3 separate regions of the Mus musculus genome follow, and regions 1 and 3 are each linked to region 2. A link is a contact called in public Hi-C and promoter capture Hi-C data. All regions are on one chromosome and are shown on one strand. The core of a region is the stretch at or near the end of the contact, and the rest is flanking DNA. Distances in the headings are between cores, read along the strand shown.

Region 1 (4,748 bases), core at 662-3,161, 730 kb before region 2:
TGTTATTTTCCAAGCATTTGTAATGGGAGTATATTACCATTTAGACCATTGATGCCTAACTGAACTTTCTTTAATGATGGTAATACGCCTGTCTAATCTATTGCTAGCAGCCACAATTGAAAGTAGCACGAGTGATGGAGGAACGGGGACATTTCTTGTTCTACACCAGCACCCCTACTCTTCCTGAGGATCTATATTTGGTTATCAGCAGCACTCTACACTACAGGGATACCCTCTCAGACCTCCCTGGGCATCTGTGCACACGGGCATGGACACACACACACACACACACACACACACACACACAAAACAAGAAAACTAAAAATGAAAATCTAAGTGGCTATTTGGGGCTAGTGACTACTGTATTTGATAAGGTAGTTTTAAAGTAATTGAATAAAGTAACAATGATTATATGATAATAAAGCTGTTAAAACATTCTAAATATTTAAGATCTGGTAATTAACACTGGAGAGATGATTCAGAGTTAAGAGCAGCTAAGAGTCCAGGCTGTTCTTCCAGTGGACCCATGTTCAATTCCCAGTACCTACATAGTGGCTCACAACCATCTGTAACTCCAGTTCCAGGGAAAAATCTGATGCCTTCTTCTGTCTCCTTCGGGCATTATAGACATGTGACACACACACATGCATGCAGATTTTAAAAACATACACATAAAATAAAAAAGTTTTTTTTTAAAAAAAGTACTAAATATTTCAAAGTTTGACATTTTGTCATAATGTGGTGGCAGTGGCTTTAGACTCTATAATAGAGAATGTAAACACAGACTAAGAACTCACTGAGTCATAATGGGGTCCAGTGTTAGGTTTATTCATCCCTGAGCTCAGTTGTATACTGTGAAGAGACAACCTGCCTGCTATTATCCTATGATGGCTCTCACCATTGCACGCCACAGCCTTTTACACTGCAGGCTTTGAATGTGCAAAGGAGTTTAAAGTGGGCAGTATCTATAGAAGTGGGAACAGAGCGTTTTGTGGCCGTTTGATAGTTGAGAAAAATGAGAGCCACAGAGGTTCCGTTCGCACAGCTGTAAAACAAGAAGCAGAAAAAGGAAACCCTCTTTGTCTTGAAGCCCTGGGGGTATATTGTTGAGGAGAGCAATTTCTGAGAGGGTTGTAGGAAGGGAGCTTACTGCCAGAGCTAGAAAGATATAAGATTTGCTGATTTTGGTTAATTCATTTTTTGTTAGGATTTGTTCATTCATTTTTGTCTTCTAGAACCATCTTAGACGAGTCCTCAGAAGGCATTGTGGGACTGTGAGCAGCTGCCCTTGGCCTAGTTGGTTGGTGTCTCTGTTTTCTATGAAAATGTCAGTCAGCATTCTTCTTCATTTTTACACCAGAACTCTTTCTAGGCTCCAGGCCCCATGCGTTCACCCTGTCTTCTCCTGCATGGGGCTCCTGGGCAGACTGGGAGTTATCAGGGTAATTTCACACTTGAAACGCATTGAGCTTTCCCTGGGCCGTGCACTCTATTCCACTGGACATAGCGTTAGGGAGATGGCCATGGAAACTCTCTTGGTGTCGAGCAGAGTTCATGGCCTCCCCGTGAGCTCGTCCTGGGTGGCCCTGCTTCTGTGCTAGGAGAAGCCCAGCAGACTTTCACCCCAGTGAGCCTCTGAATGTTTTCAAACCTAAAGTCTCAATTCTTTCTGGTTCAAGTTCTAGGAAAAGGCTGGAGTCTGTTGTGATTTAAAAAAAAAAAAATTAAAAAAAATTATTTTTGGTCCGCCCATCTGTCAGTGTCGCCAAGAAATATTCACACGAGTCTGCCCATCCTAAAAAGGAGAGTGGCTGTTTTTCTGAGATGGATGTCTCCAGCCTGCTCCCTCCCTTGTTCTGAACCACTTCCTTTCCTCAAATCTCACTTTAAAACCTTCCTGTTTGCTTTAGCCTATGACTGATTCAGACCCCATTCATCTTTCTTTCCTCTCTCCCCATGACCACATCCTTCCACTCTCCCCTCACTGTCCGCGTGAGAGCACTTGCCTGCCTCCTGCCTCCCTCCATCTTTCAGCCCCTGTGCCTGTCCCCTGGCAGTGAAAGCCTGGCACATCCTGGTCTCTCGCAGCTTGGCCGAGGTGCCCTTCTCTTGTCCAGATGTACTTCAAAGCGCGGACCGCTGGTGCTTGGTTCCCCCGGGGATGGCGCCTACTCCTCTAGTTTGTAGTGGAGGAGGAAAGATTCCAGTGGTATTCTTGCCTAAAGAGGCGCTTTGCAAGTTGTATTTCACGAGTTTCAGGTTCAGAAACTTGAGACACAGAACACGGAAAGACCTTGTAATAGACCCGCCAAGATCCCATTTCCCAGCTGTGCTTTCCCGGGGGATCCTGCAGGTAAAGCCCGAAGGAGGGATGGGAATGAAACACAGGTCAGGTTGGAGCGGTTGCTCACCTCCAGAATAGAGTTATAATTGTCTCAACTGAGTCTTTTATTTCCCTGAAGTAATGAGCAAAGTAAATTCCTCAACAAAGTTCTAAGGCTGGGTTGACCCTGGGAAAACAATCCCAGTGTGAGCCCAAGTGTTTGAATTCATTGTGTTCATGGTGTACACACAGTACTTTCTAAAGCTTGGGTTTTCAACTCCATTCTCTGGACAGCGGACAAGCTGTGGGCTTCCGTACAATGTATCACTGCATCATCTTAAGATGGAACTTTCTCCCACGGGTGTGCAGGCAGGCCAGTTCGCTTCTTTCTGGGCAGTGTTTTGCTAAGGAAACATTTATTTATTTATTTATTTATTTATTTATTTATTTATTTATTTATTTCAGAAAAAGGAAAAATTTCCAGAACTAAATAACTTGGATTTTATCTCATGAAATGCATTGTGTGTTTGTGCGCTCACCCCATATGGAAATGAGGACAGCTGTGGGGAATTGGTTCCCTCCTTCTACCAAAAACATGGTGTGCTTGCATGTCAATCTTGTGCAGGGTTGCAAGGATCTTTGTATCATTCCAGTTTTGTCTGTATGTTCCTGAAACTTTCAAGGACAGTAAGAACACACCATTTACATGCCACTGTTTGAGATAACATTCATATTGCTGAGATGAAGCATGCCAGGTCTACACTATATATTTCCATTTTATACACAAAGGATGAAAGGCAAGGCAGCTTTCCTCAAGTCACAGATCTTAAAAGGGTGGGACTAGGGCTCCACGAGTCTTCTCTGGGAACGCCAGCTACAGGCGTCTGCAAGATGAACAGTATCATTCAGTACGCAGGACTTCCATAGGGTGGGTGGAGCAAACACTCTTGCTTTCTAGTTGGACTGTGGATTTTATATTTGACTTTTAGTAGTTGATTCTATTTATTTGTTTGTTTTACCACATCTGAGTCATTTAAAAAGTACAAGCAAGGACTGAGAAATGTCTCAGTGACCGAGAGCACCTGCCATCTAAGATGGAGAGGAGTTCTGAGTGCAGGGACCTGTGTCAATGCTGCATGGGGTAGCACGGTGTACCTAATCCTGGCACTCCTACAGTGGGGAGAGAGGCAGCGGCAGGACAATCCCCTGGAAGTGTGTGGGCAGCTAGCTTGGAGTCCATAGTAGAGCAGGAAACAAGGAGAGAGACCCAGGTTGGAAGGACATCCTAGGTTATTCTGTGATTTCTACATGCGCTATGGCGTGTGGGTACTCTCTCATTCACCTCACCCACACATGAACAAGCACAGAAAGTGGGTAGGGGGGAGCACAGACACAAACACACACAGAGTCACAGAGACACACCCACACATATGCATGCCTATATAAAAATGAAGCTACCCCTGTGTCCATGTTTCCCAAGCTCACCCAAACAGGTGTTAGCACTCAGATGTACGCTTATGGTCAAGTAAACTGAGATTAACTGAAGTGAAATTCTGCTGTGTGTAAAACAAATAACAGAAATGTATTCTTAACAATAGATAGCCCCCCGCCCCCCGCCCCCACTTTCAGGGTCTTTGTTAGTGTTCTTTTGGATGTTAGTGGCTGCTCCTGCCCTGGAATGCCAATGCAGGCCCAGTCAGGGAGGTCTTGGACAGACTGGACAGATCCGGAAGCAGGTAGGGAGAGGGTTATTAGCATGGGAACGGCCAGAGCCATTTTTGAATGGAGATAAAGAAAGGGTTTCCACGAGGCGCCTCTGTGCCACACCAGGGACTGTGACTTAGGAACTGGGCTGCTGTGTTTATTTGGTGTAAGGTCAGCTGCAGCTCGGAGGGCAATAACACCATCCCTATAAAACAGAGGCCCCATGCTGGACTCCACCCGCCTGTTGCCTGATCAATGAAACATTGCTGTCAACTAGAAGGTAAATGGATTCGTTCACCCAGCGGACTCCGCAGCCTCCACCTTGCCCTTCTGTGGGGCCATTGATTGCTTTTTACACCCTCTTGCTTTGGCTGCTTCTCTCCGAAGAAGAGGAAGGAAAAATAGATCTGGTTTCTATGTCCACCCATTAACTACCCCAACAGAGAGTTTCATGGAGAGGGAAGTCGAAGCTATAGACAAAAAGTTTGGGAGAAAGTTTCTACATATAGGAGCGACTGACCAAAAAAAAAAAAAAAAAAAAAAAAAAAAAAGGCTGGGCTTCAGAGTGACCCACAAAAGAATATGAATTAGTAAGATGGCGGGTGCTCTTTTCAAAAGCCAACACAAAATGAGGACATGGATTTTTTTTTTTCCTCCAGAGCAGCAGCTGCTCCTGCCACTGGGCTTATGCTTGTCATTCTTTCATGTGTCACAGCCAGAT
Region 2 (4,542 bases), core at 347-2,846:
CACGCTGCTTTCAAAACCTCTTTAATTTCTGTCAGCATTACTGTAACCGCAGTCCTGGGTGCATTTTGTATGTGTGTATGTCTGCATTTGACAGTACCATCTCCTACATTCCAGTTGTGACTTTGATCTCTGAAACAAGAGATGTCACATCAGGGGGAAGGGAAGAGGAAAAAAAAATGTCAACCTGCTATCACCCCGTTTCTTATACATCCCATGTACATAGGGCCCACTTTGTATCAGAGCCCCCAAGTGGGGCTAACAACAGCGACACTGGGTGGTAGGGAACTCCAAGAAAAAAAGAGTGGTCAAGCCCCATTTCTAACAAATGACTTCCCGAAAGCAGACAGTGAGGCTCATCACTGGGTGAACTAATTGCCTGCTTCCTCGCTGCAGAGAAGCCGTCCCTTCCAGGGACTGGGCTGGAGTCCCCCTGCGCTGTGCCATCCCTTTTCCACCACCACTTGGCACTTACAAGTTTTGTTTTGTTTTAATCTTCGCCTCATCCCACGGGAGATTCCGTCTAGTTTTGTCCTGAGCTCCACCACTACTGTATATATATATATATGTTTTTAAATTCTGCCCCCCTTTCAGGTCTCAAATCCCACCGTCCAGTCGGCGTGTAAGCGCAGTGGGCCGGCTGCTTCAGAACCGCACTTCGGGAAAGCACACACGTGTCTGTCTAGCGGGATTTGACTGGCCGCGTCCGCGTCCTCCGCAGCCGCGCGGGCATCGCTGCGGTCCCCACGCGGGCCGCGGGCCGCGCCCCGGCACCCATGCCCAGCCGCCGCTCAGGGCTCTCAACAGGCCGGCAAGTTGGGAAAGTTGCCGCGGGTCCCGGCAGCCCCGTGCATCCCGGGTCCCCGTGTCCCGCGCCCTCCCCGAGGGCTCCCCGGTCCCCAGAGTCCCCGACTGGCCGCCGCTCACCTAAGGCGCGGGGAGCCCTCGCTCCCGTCCGCCTGCCCGCCCGCTCGCCCTCCCGCAGCCGCCTCGAGAACTTGGGGCCAAGTTGGGGGAGTGGGGGGTGGATTTCGGGAGCGCCGCCGGCTGCCCGCCTCCTCACGCCGCGGCGCTAGAGGAGAACGCGGCCCGCCGCGGCCCCGGGGCGTCCCGCCCGGGTCTGTCCCTACCAAGTGCAGACGCAAGCGGAGAGGAGGTGGAAACTTCTTACCATCTCGGCATGCTGGTTGTCAAGTGCAGCCCCCGCCTCTTGGTCTCCTCTTAGCGGCCGCGCCTGGACCAGCCCCTCGGCCGCCTCAGCTCGCCGCTCGGCCTGCTCCCTCCCCCGCCCGGCCGCTCCGGGCCGCGCTCGCCGCCCGCGCCACTCCCCACCCGCCCGCGCGCGCCCTCGCCGCGGCCCCTCGGCGCTCAGGTGACTGATTTACACCCGCGCCCAGGGTCGCGCTCGCTCCCTCGAGCCGGCGCTCCGAGTTGTCCCGCTCCTCCCCGGGCAGAGGGAGAAAAGAAAAAAAGGGAACGGACTGTCCGGGAGGGGGGCTGCTGGCGAGGCGGGGTGCGCGCGGCGGCGCGGGGGGGACCGGTGGCCGCGCCGGCACAAGTTTCTGCTCCCGGCGCAACTGTCCGGACTAGGGTGTTCGCCGCCTGTTTTGTTGTTGTCCTCAAGCTTTTCTAGGGGCTTCGGGGAGGATGTCTAGCCCTCCCCCACCCCCACCTCGCTAGACACACACCCCCTCTTCCGTGGATGGAAAAACAACTTTGGCGCCCCCCGGGGGGTGCGGGCGTGGAAGTGGAGGTGGCGGCCAGCGCCCAGCTGTCAACAAGGGGGAAAAATGCGAGGAGCCGGGAGGGGAGAGGGAAGGCTGCGAGCCGCCGCCGAGCACCGGGCGCGAACTTTATTCCGACTGCGGCGCAGCGCCTCCGCTCCGGGCTTCTCCCACTCTCGGTCTGCTCGGCCCGGCTCTGGTCTGCCTTGGGCGGCGCCGGAGTGAAGGCAGGGGAAGCCCGGGGACCGTGACGCGCCCGGGGACCCGGGGCAGAAAGTTGCGCACAGCTAGGGGCGAAAAGTTTCTGGGAGCGGCGGCTTTGGTGCCGGCCCAGACGGCGGCTTGCGGCCAGGGCTTCCTTCCCCTTCTAGGTCTGGGCCTGGAGCTGCAGCTGGCGGGGGAGAGGAAGGAGACTGCCACCCTAGCGGGCGCCCGCGACGGACACCAGTCACACGTGTGGGGTGACACTCAGACGACCCGAGTTGCCCTGCTTTAAGACACGGGTTGCCGGCGGCAGGCTCGGCACGCAGCCGCCAGCGGTTGAAGGACACTTCTTAAATGGAAGCAAAACACAGTCGGGCTGCAAGATTCGGGGGGGAGGGGGGAGACTTAATCATCCTCATCTTTCTAATGTACACCGTGTGCCAAAACCGTCTCCGCCTCGTGCAGATTTATCATCGCTAGAGCAAACTTTTTGCTTATCTGTCTCGGGAGGAAAGCACAGGTTTCTAGCACACTCTTGAGCTCTAAGAAATCAGAGAATCCTGCGGAAGATTTGGTTGGCTGAAAACAGGTTTGATTACTGTTTCTTCCTGAAAAGAGTAACTCGTCCCTCCTTCCATTCTCTCTTTCCCCAAGCAGAGGGAGAAGCCTCATAATTTCATTCAGAGGTCAGAATTAAATTCCTCCGAAAATATGTAGACTTGGAATTTAGGACACACTCACACACATACACACACCGTCATAAGTTTAATGTATATTCACAATGGTTAAGCTTAATTTTTTTTTCAGGATCCATGGCTGACTAGATCCCAAGTAGCAACAGCTGGCCTGAGAATGTGAGTTAGCTTATCCACGTGGATCCAGCCTTTTTTTTTTTTTCTTTTTTTTTTAAACATTAGGGCCACCAGCACCTGCAGTTCCTTGTACTAGTTGGGTTCAAATTCCTGACTCCTCCTAGGCCCATGCAAAGCAGATTGGTAGTCACTTCAGAATCTGTCGATTCTATGCAGGAAACACTATAGACTTTAGGCACATGTTTATCTCTTAAATTTTCTAATGAGTGACAGTTGCTGTGGGACAAATTACGGGTTAGGTATCTAACCGTTATCCAATATGTTTAAATGCATGTTATCAAAGTAGGCTCATCGTCAAATGATTTGATTAAGGTGTGGAGCATATTCTCTTGTTCTCTAAGCAGAACTATGACGTCATTCTGTAGCAACTGATTACCCGAGAGATAATGGTGACCAAATGTTCATTCTGAGGTCCTAGGAGCCTCACAAGCAGCTTCCAGAAAGAAGCCAAGTTTCAGTGTGTTTCCCTGCATCACGAAAAGATTGGGAAAAGCTAGCAGCTAATTTCAGAGTCATTACCCACACAAACCCATTCATACACTTAACTGCTTTTAAGTGACAGTCCAGCAAGTTGCCAAACAGTTGTATCCACACAGTGTGTTTCTGGCTGCACACCTACATGTGCCACGCTACTTTTTTTTTCTACATCAAGCAACCTGTAATTTACATTCCTCTGATTGGTTCCAGAACTGACTGTTCTTGATGTTAGCATGCAGTCACTCTACCTGAGGTCAGATGTATCTAGCGAAGTCCCCCTGCCTTTCTAAACAGTCATTACAAAGATGGAGTCTGGGCTGGACTGAAGAGCAGCCTTTAAGAAGGTGGCAGAATTGGCAGAAGCCATAGTCTTGTCTCCAGTGACTTTGACAACTGGCTCAAGATCTTACTTAGGTCAGTGGTCCTCAACCTGTGGGTCTTGAACCCTATGGACTACCAGAAAACACAGATATTTACATTACAATTCATAATGGTAGCAAAATTACAAGTATGAAGTAGCAACAAAAATAAATTTGTAGTTGGGGGTCACCACACCACCAGGCACTGTGTTAGAGGGCTGAAGCATTAGGAAGGAGGAGGGCCAGAGCCTTGGGTCCTCTGTGTCCTGCAATATCCTAATGCTTTGCAGCTACCTGACTCAGTGCCCCATCCAGCTGTTCAATCTTCTGTTGGACTCCACTCTCTTTGGCTCTAATTTGCTCATCTGCTTTCTAGGCTTAGACCTTGGTGGCTCTTCTCTTTGCTTAAACTCTTACCCTGTCCAGAGTCCCTTTCTTCCCACTTTCACCTTATCTCCAACTTTACTCCTGAAGAGTCAAAGAAGATAGCTCTTCGTTTACTCTGCAAAATCCTCCTTGCCCCATCCGTTCTACCTCTCCTTTTGTCTTTTGTGTGCTTGTCTTCGTGTAAGCTGTGTTTTGTTTTTGCTTATATGCTTACTACTTTTCAGCTAAAGAATAAGCTTAGTCAGGGCAAAGGATGGGTCTAGGAATGTCAGAAGCATTATCACCATTGTGTCAAAGTGCTATAGGAATACGGCAAAACAGTCCATTCTTTGAAAGGAGACAGGAGACACTATTGTACCCAGGTATCCGCTGGGTGCGTACTGGGGACATCCAACAGTCCCCAAGGCCCTCCTAGAAGGGCCATGAGGACAAAACTATTTTTTGTTTGTTTGTTTGTTTGTTTTTTGTTATTTTAAGACAGGGTTTCTCTGTGTAGCCCTGGCTGTCCTGGAACTCACTTTG
Region 3 (4,747 bases), core at 457-2,956, 680 kb before region 2:
AGCAACACCAACACCTAGTGACTGGACTTCTTTAAGTTGGATGCTACCCGTGTAGATGTTGGAAGGTGAGATCAGGTGAAGACGGACAGGTCCAGGGGGCCTACTATTCACCCATTCATGTGTCCACCATCATCTACTCCTCCATCCTTTCTTCTCTCCTTGTATCTACCCACCCATCCACTCCTCTAGCTGTGGATTCTCATAGCCATTCGCACGTGGCAATCAAAACCAAGCAGAGCTTTGATTTACGGAGCTCAGTAAGAGAGGTGAAACATAAATACTCATTAAAACACAAATCTATGGCAGCAGCAAAGGAGAAACATACTGCACCGTCCCCTGGGATCTGATTGGAGAATGAAATGGAGACCCAACGGCTTTGAGGGAATTCTGCACGAAGATGTCTTAGTAAAGATTGCCCTCATTGCCCCTAACCAATCTTCCAGTGGCTGGCCAATGAAGTGCATTCTGTCAGATCAAGTCAGAGCTGAACGTATTCAGACTCTGGTAATAACAGGTATCAATCCTTCCCTGCACCCAGCCCTTAGAGAGCAGTGGCTTTCAACCTTCCTACTGCAGGAGCCCTTCTAGGTTTCACGAGGAACAATATTCCTCATGTTGTGACCCCCCCAACCATAAGATTATTGTTGTTGCTATTTCATAACTCTAATTTTGCTACTGATATGAATCTTAGTGTAAATATCTGATGTGCAGGATATCGGATATGTGCCCCCCAAGGGGCCATGACCCCAGGCTGAGAACCACTGTTGTAGAAGGTATAAAGAACATTTAGCCCTGCAGGGGAAGGCATGAGGAAGAGTCTCATCCTTAGGACAGTCAGCATCCTACACACTGCCACGAGGTCTCCGAGGGCTTGGGAACACAGTGCTTACTCCCTCCATAGTCTGATGTTCCAACTGTCCCCCTGGCCCAGATAAACCATCCCTTCTTTCCTGGGAGCTCATAAACTCAGGAGACCAGACAGTTGTAGAAACCTAGCACCTCTCCTTTCCCTCTCTCGGGCATCAGTCACAAATCCAAGGCAAGCACTGGCTTTCATGGTTTGATGGCCTCGTAATTGTTATTGGAACTTGCCTTGGATGGATTTACGGTAATGAACTCACCTAACAGCAAAGCTGCCGCCGGGGTCCCTGCAGGCAGGGTCTTGTCTGAGTGAAGATATTAGAAAACCACTCTGTTAAGGAAAAGCAATACCCACTTGTGACTCTGAGTTTAGGACAAATACTGTTTGGGTTTTGCTATTGGCCTCTGACTTGAAATGCTACGTTGGCGTGCTGCTAGCTTACAGGGATTTTGGCCAAGGCTCTATTTATCTTGGCGTCAAATGTATGTATCACAAGCAGCTTGTGTATTTCTGGGCATGTGTGTATGAGCCTGTATATGTTATAAACTCCAAAACTTTTGAACACAAGCTTTCGTGCTCTTTTTACAGATTCTTCTGGCCCAGAGTGCTGGCAACTGGCAGGCAGGGCAGCCATGTGCATTAACGAATTACTTTCAGGCTACTCCGCCCATTACAGCCACTCTTTGGCTTGGTCAACCCTGGCATTCAGTTCTCTGGCCTCCCTGGATTCCTATCCTATTGAGTTATGGGCAAGGGAGGTGGCTCCTGCCCAGGAGAGGGGGCTCTCAGGACAGTGGGTGCTTTCTGTAGCACCTCAATCTATAGGCAAACCGTCAAGAATGCTTAGGAGATGGAGTCTGCTGCCGGAGCAGGGCAGGAAGGCTCGGTGTTTTTGTGGCTTGGCATTAAGCAAACAACTGCTTTTTTGTTCTCTCCCCAAATGATTTGCCCAAACAAAAGGCAGCTGTCGTGAGGAGAAAAATACAATTTTTTCCAGAGTCTGCCCCTTTCAGAGCCCTATCACACAGCACGGTTTCTGACTGTGCGTTTTCACAATGCAGGGTCAGATTTCCTGCCTGGAAGGCAGGAGTTTTCTGCTTTGGGATGTAAAAGCCACCTTTTGTAAAAGCATGAGAGAGTGTCCTCAACAAGATACGTCAGAGCTAAAGGTAAAGTTTCCAGGATAGCACCTGCCCTCTTCCAAATCCTGAAGGATTTCCAACCCTTTGTGCCATGGGCCTAGTAACTGTCCTGTCACTGAGCTTTGGACAGACACTGAGTTCTGAAACAGATAAGTTTGCCTCCCCAAAACTTCCACTTCTTTAGACAGTTTAGAAGTCAGATTTCCTGTGTAACAAAGGATTGTTACTGAATTGAATGTCATCTTTTAGAAAAGACACAGCTTATCAATTTGTATCTTATTAAAATATGGTAAAATATGCTAAACAATAAAATTAAATGATATGGAATTTAATCCTCCTTAGAGGCTTGTCGGGATTAGGCCACATTCTTATCTGAGGTACACACTCGCCACAAGCTGCAGACATGGGTTAAATGTCAGCTTCCGGGTTAAGGCTGACTTGCCACTTGACCTGGGCTGCTCTCACCCAGCCCTGAGAACCTGGGGCTGTCTGTCTGGGTTCACAGGCCTCTCAGTACTTGCTCACATCACTGTTTCCTGTTGGCACGTTGGATTCTGAATACACTCCAGAATTTCAGAAAAGTTGCAATGAGGGAACAGAGAGACTCCTCTGCACCAGAAGTTCCCAACCTCTCAGGCATTTGCCAGCATTTTCCTTTCTAAGTGTTTCCTGACGTAAAACATTGACAAGCCCTGGGTATCTGCTGTGCAGTCCAGGTAGAGTGAACTTCACAGGCCAACTGGGAAGGAATTTCCCATTTTGGTTCCTGGGGTGTGACGGTTCTCCTAGAGAATGCTCTATCTCCTTTACACACACTTTCTAATTCACTACAGCTGCCTGGTTTTCCTCTCCCAACATATATGTTTATAATAACATATATTACTAAATAATAAACATGTATTAACAAATATGCGTATGTGTGTTTATAATATACATACCTATCTATAAAATTATTTTGAACCATTTGAGAAGAAAAATACAATGCTTATTACCCTTTAGTATTTTTTTTAAAAAAACTATTTTCCCTCTCTTTACAATTCTCTTTAGAAAAATATTTAAATTTTTCAAATAGTGCACATCTGTAGGTTTCTAAAGATCAGAAACTTATGTCTCAAACATCTTTGAAGCCCGAGTACCAGGAGACAGCTGAGTCTGTCATACAATATGAGCTGTTATCAAAGAATAAATTTCAAAATAATATTGTATATGTCATGCATTTGTTATGATTAAAGTTTTATTTTCACATAAGATATATGCAGATACATACATATACATATATACAGTGTACTATATACAATAGTGTAAAATAAGTTGTCACTGGCAAGTTAATGAAAAACTTCTGGCTGATTATTTGATCACAAATGATTGTTACTTTCAGTAGATTAAAAAACTTGGGTAGAAACTTTGTAGACTCAAGAGGTTGCTTCAAAAACAGTAAGCAGTAGAAGGGAGACTTGGTGATGTTTGTGTGAACAAGAAATATCTTTGTTCCTGGTGCAGTTGTAGCAGTTTGCCATTCTAGCCTGCGTGACTATGCTGTTTGCTAAGAAACAAAATGAAGAGCTGGGCGGTGGTGGCGCACGCCTTTAATCCCAGCACTCGGGTGGCAGAAGCAAGCAGATTTCTGAGTTTGAGGCCAGCCTGGTCTACAAAGTGAGTTCCAGGACAGCCAGGGCTATACAGAGAAACCCTGTCTCAAAAACAACAACAACAACAAAACAAACAAACAAAACAAAACAAAAAGAAAAGAAAGGAAAGGAAAAAAAAGAGAGAAAGAAACAGAATGATGTTTTTAACCTGAACACTTTTCTGTCTTTAGTATTTGAACACAAATATTTCCTGGCAACCTTGCATTTGACAAGTAAACATTAGAACCTAGTGGGTTTTATTTCTTATTTTCTACGTGCTAAAACCTGTTAACTAATCCCTATTTTCTTGAATTCTTGATTGAAAAAGGACTGCTGTATGCCCGAGACGCTTCACAAGTCACCAGTTAATATGTAAATGTGTGGGACAGATTTGTGTGTGTGTGTGTGTGTGTGTGTGTGTGTGCGTGTGTGTGTGTGTGTGTGTGTGTGTTGCAGAATAAGCAGATATAAATGAAGATTCCTGGAACAGGAATGACCCAAATCAGACTGCTCCAGGGAGTTGAGATCATGTGTATGAATATACTCAGCATAAATATATCCCCATTCAAAAGACATGAGGTGTATATGTTGTTACAGGTTAATTGACTTTGAGACAAACAATTTTGCTGACATAAATTTCACCAACAATAGCAGAATGCCTCTTGACTGTCCTGTGCACACAGGAAGGAGAACTGTTGGCATTAGGTATTCCGAATGTTATTTAGACCTTTTCTTCATTGTAGATGGTCAGGCCCCACTGTGTCCCCTTTGAGACTGTTGGTCTTCACAGGGCTTTGGTAGGAATCCCTCACCAGGTTATCTGAGATTTCCTGGTTCTATGGGAGGCTGCTGGAACACGAAGGGGGTGGGGCTGAGATGAATACTGTAAACTTTGGTGGATACAGCAAAAAGACTGTTAGCCATGAATTTTGTCTAGATCACAGTGTTCACAATTCGTTTGCTGTGCTTTGTGCTGACGGAAGAATTCACCGGAAGGGCTGGAGCAAGTGATAGTTACAAGGACTGGCCCCATTGAATCCAAGGCTGTGAGGGACACCAGTATAATGCTTCATCTTGCAGCTGTGACATGCTTAAACACCCTAGGAAGGATAGGA

The links. Promoter capture Hi-C pulls out the DNA fragments that hold promoters and counts their contacts. A called contact is a pair of places that touch in the nucleus more often than the background predicts.
Region 1: a contact with region 2 is called in a Hi-C map of muscle stem cells, with 4 times the contacts expected there. The contact joins the enhancer-like site here to the promoter of Bnc2 in region 2. A contact is called at or near these places in 2 of 39 promoter capture datasets (embryonic stem cells and hippocampal neurons), 1 of 15 datasets of contacts at CTCF or cohesin (the NIH/3T3 cell line), 1 of 484 Hi-C or Micro-C datasets (muscle stem cells) and 4 of 115 datasets of contacts at active chromatin or transcription factors (embryonic stem cells and forebrain).
Region 3: a contact with region 2 is called in a promoter capture Hi-C map of the 3T3-L1 cell line, with 11 times the contacts expected there. The contact joins the enhancer-like site here to the promoter of Bnc2 in region 2. A contact is called at or near these places in 11 of 39 promoter capture datasets (the 3T3-L1 cell line, 3T3-L1-derived adipocytes, cranial neural crest and 6 more), 1 of 484 Hi-C or Micro-C datasets (palatal mesenchyme), 1 of 115 datasets of contacts at active chromatin or transcription factors (astrocytes) and 3 of 9 other capture datasets (adipose tissue, embryonic stem cells and macrophages).

Annotation. Positions count from the first base shown.
Region 1 is chr4:83,939,875-83,944,622 of GRCm38.p6, forward strand. No RefSeq gene overlaps it. Among named protein-coding and RNA genes, the nearest start is that of Gm11415, 53 kb to the left of the region's middle. Within about 2 kb of position 1,912, at least 25 of the 459 cell types and tissues checked have an H3K27ac peak or open chromatin away from gene starts, as enhancers often do. A contact at or near this core is called in muscle stem cells, where this site is marked.
Region 2 is chr4:84,673,807-84,678,348 of GRCm38.p6, forward strand. It overlaps Bnc2 (basonuclin 2), which reads right to left and starts at 1,597. Exons shown (of 7, transcript NM_001369083.1): 1 at 1,169-1,597. The coding sequence starts at 1,171.
Region 3 is chr4:83,988,920-83,993,666 of GRCm38.p6, forward strand. No RefSeq gene overlaps it. Among named protein-coding and RNA genes, the nearest start is that of 6030471H07Rik, 54 kb to the right of the region's middle. Within about 2 kb of position 1,707, at least 44 of the 459 cell types and tissues checked have an H3K27ac peak or open chromatin away from gene starts, as enhancers often do. A contact at or near this core is called in palatal mesenchyme, where this site is marked.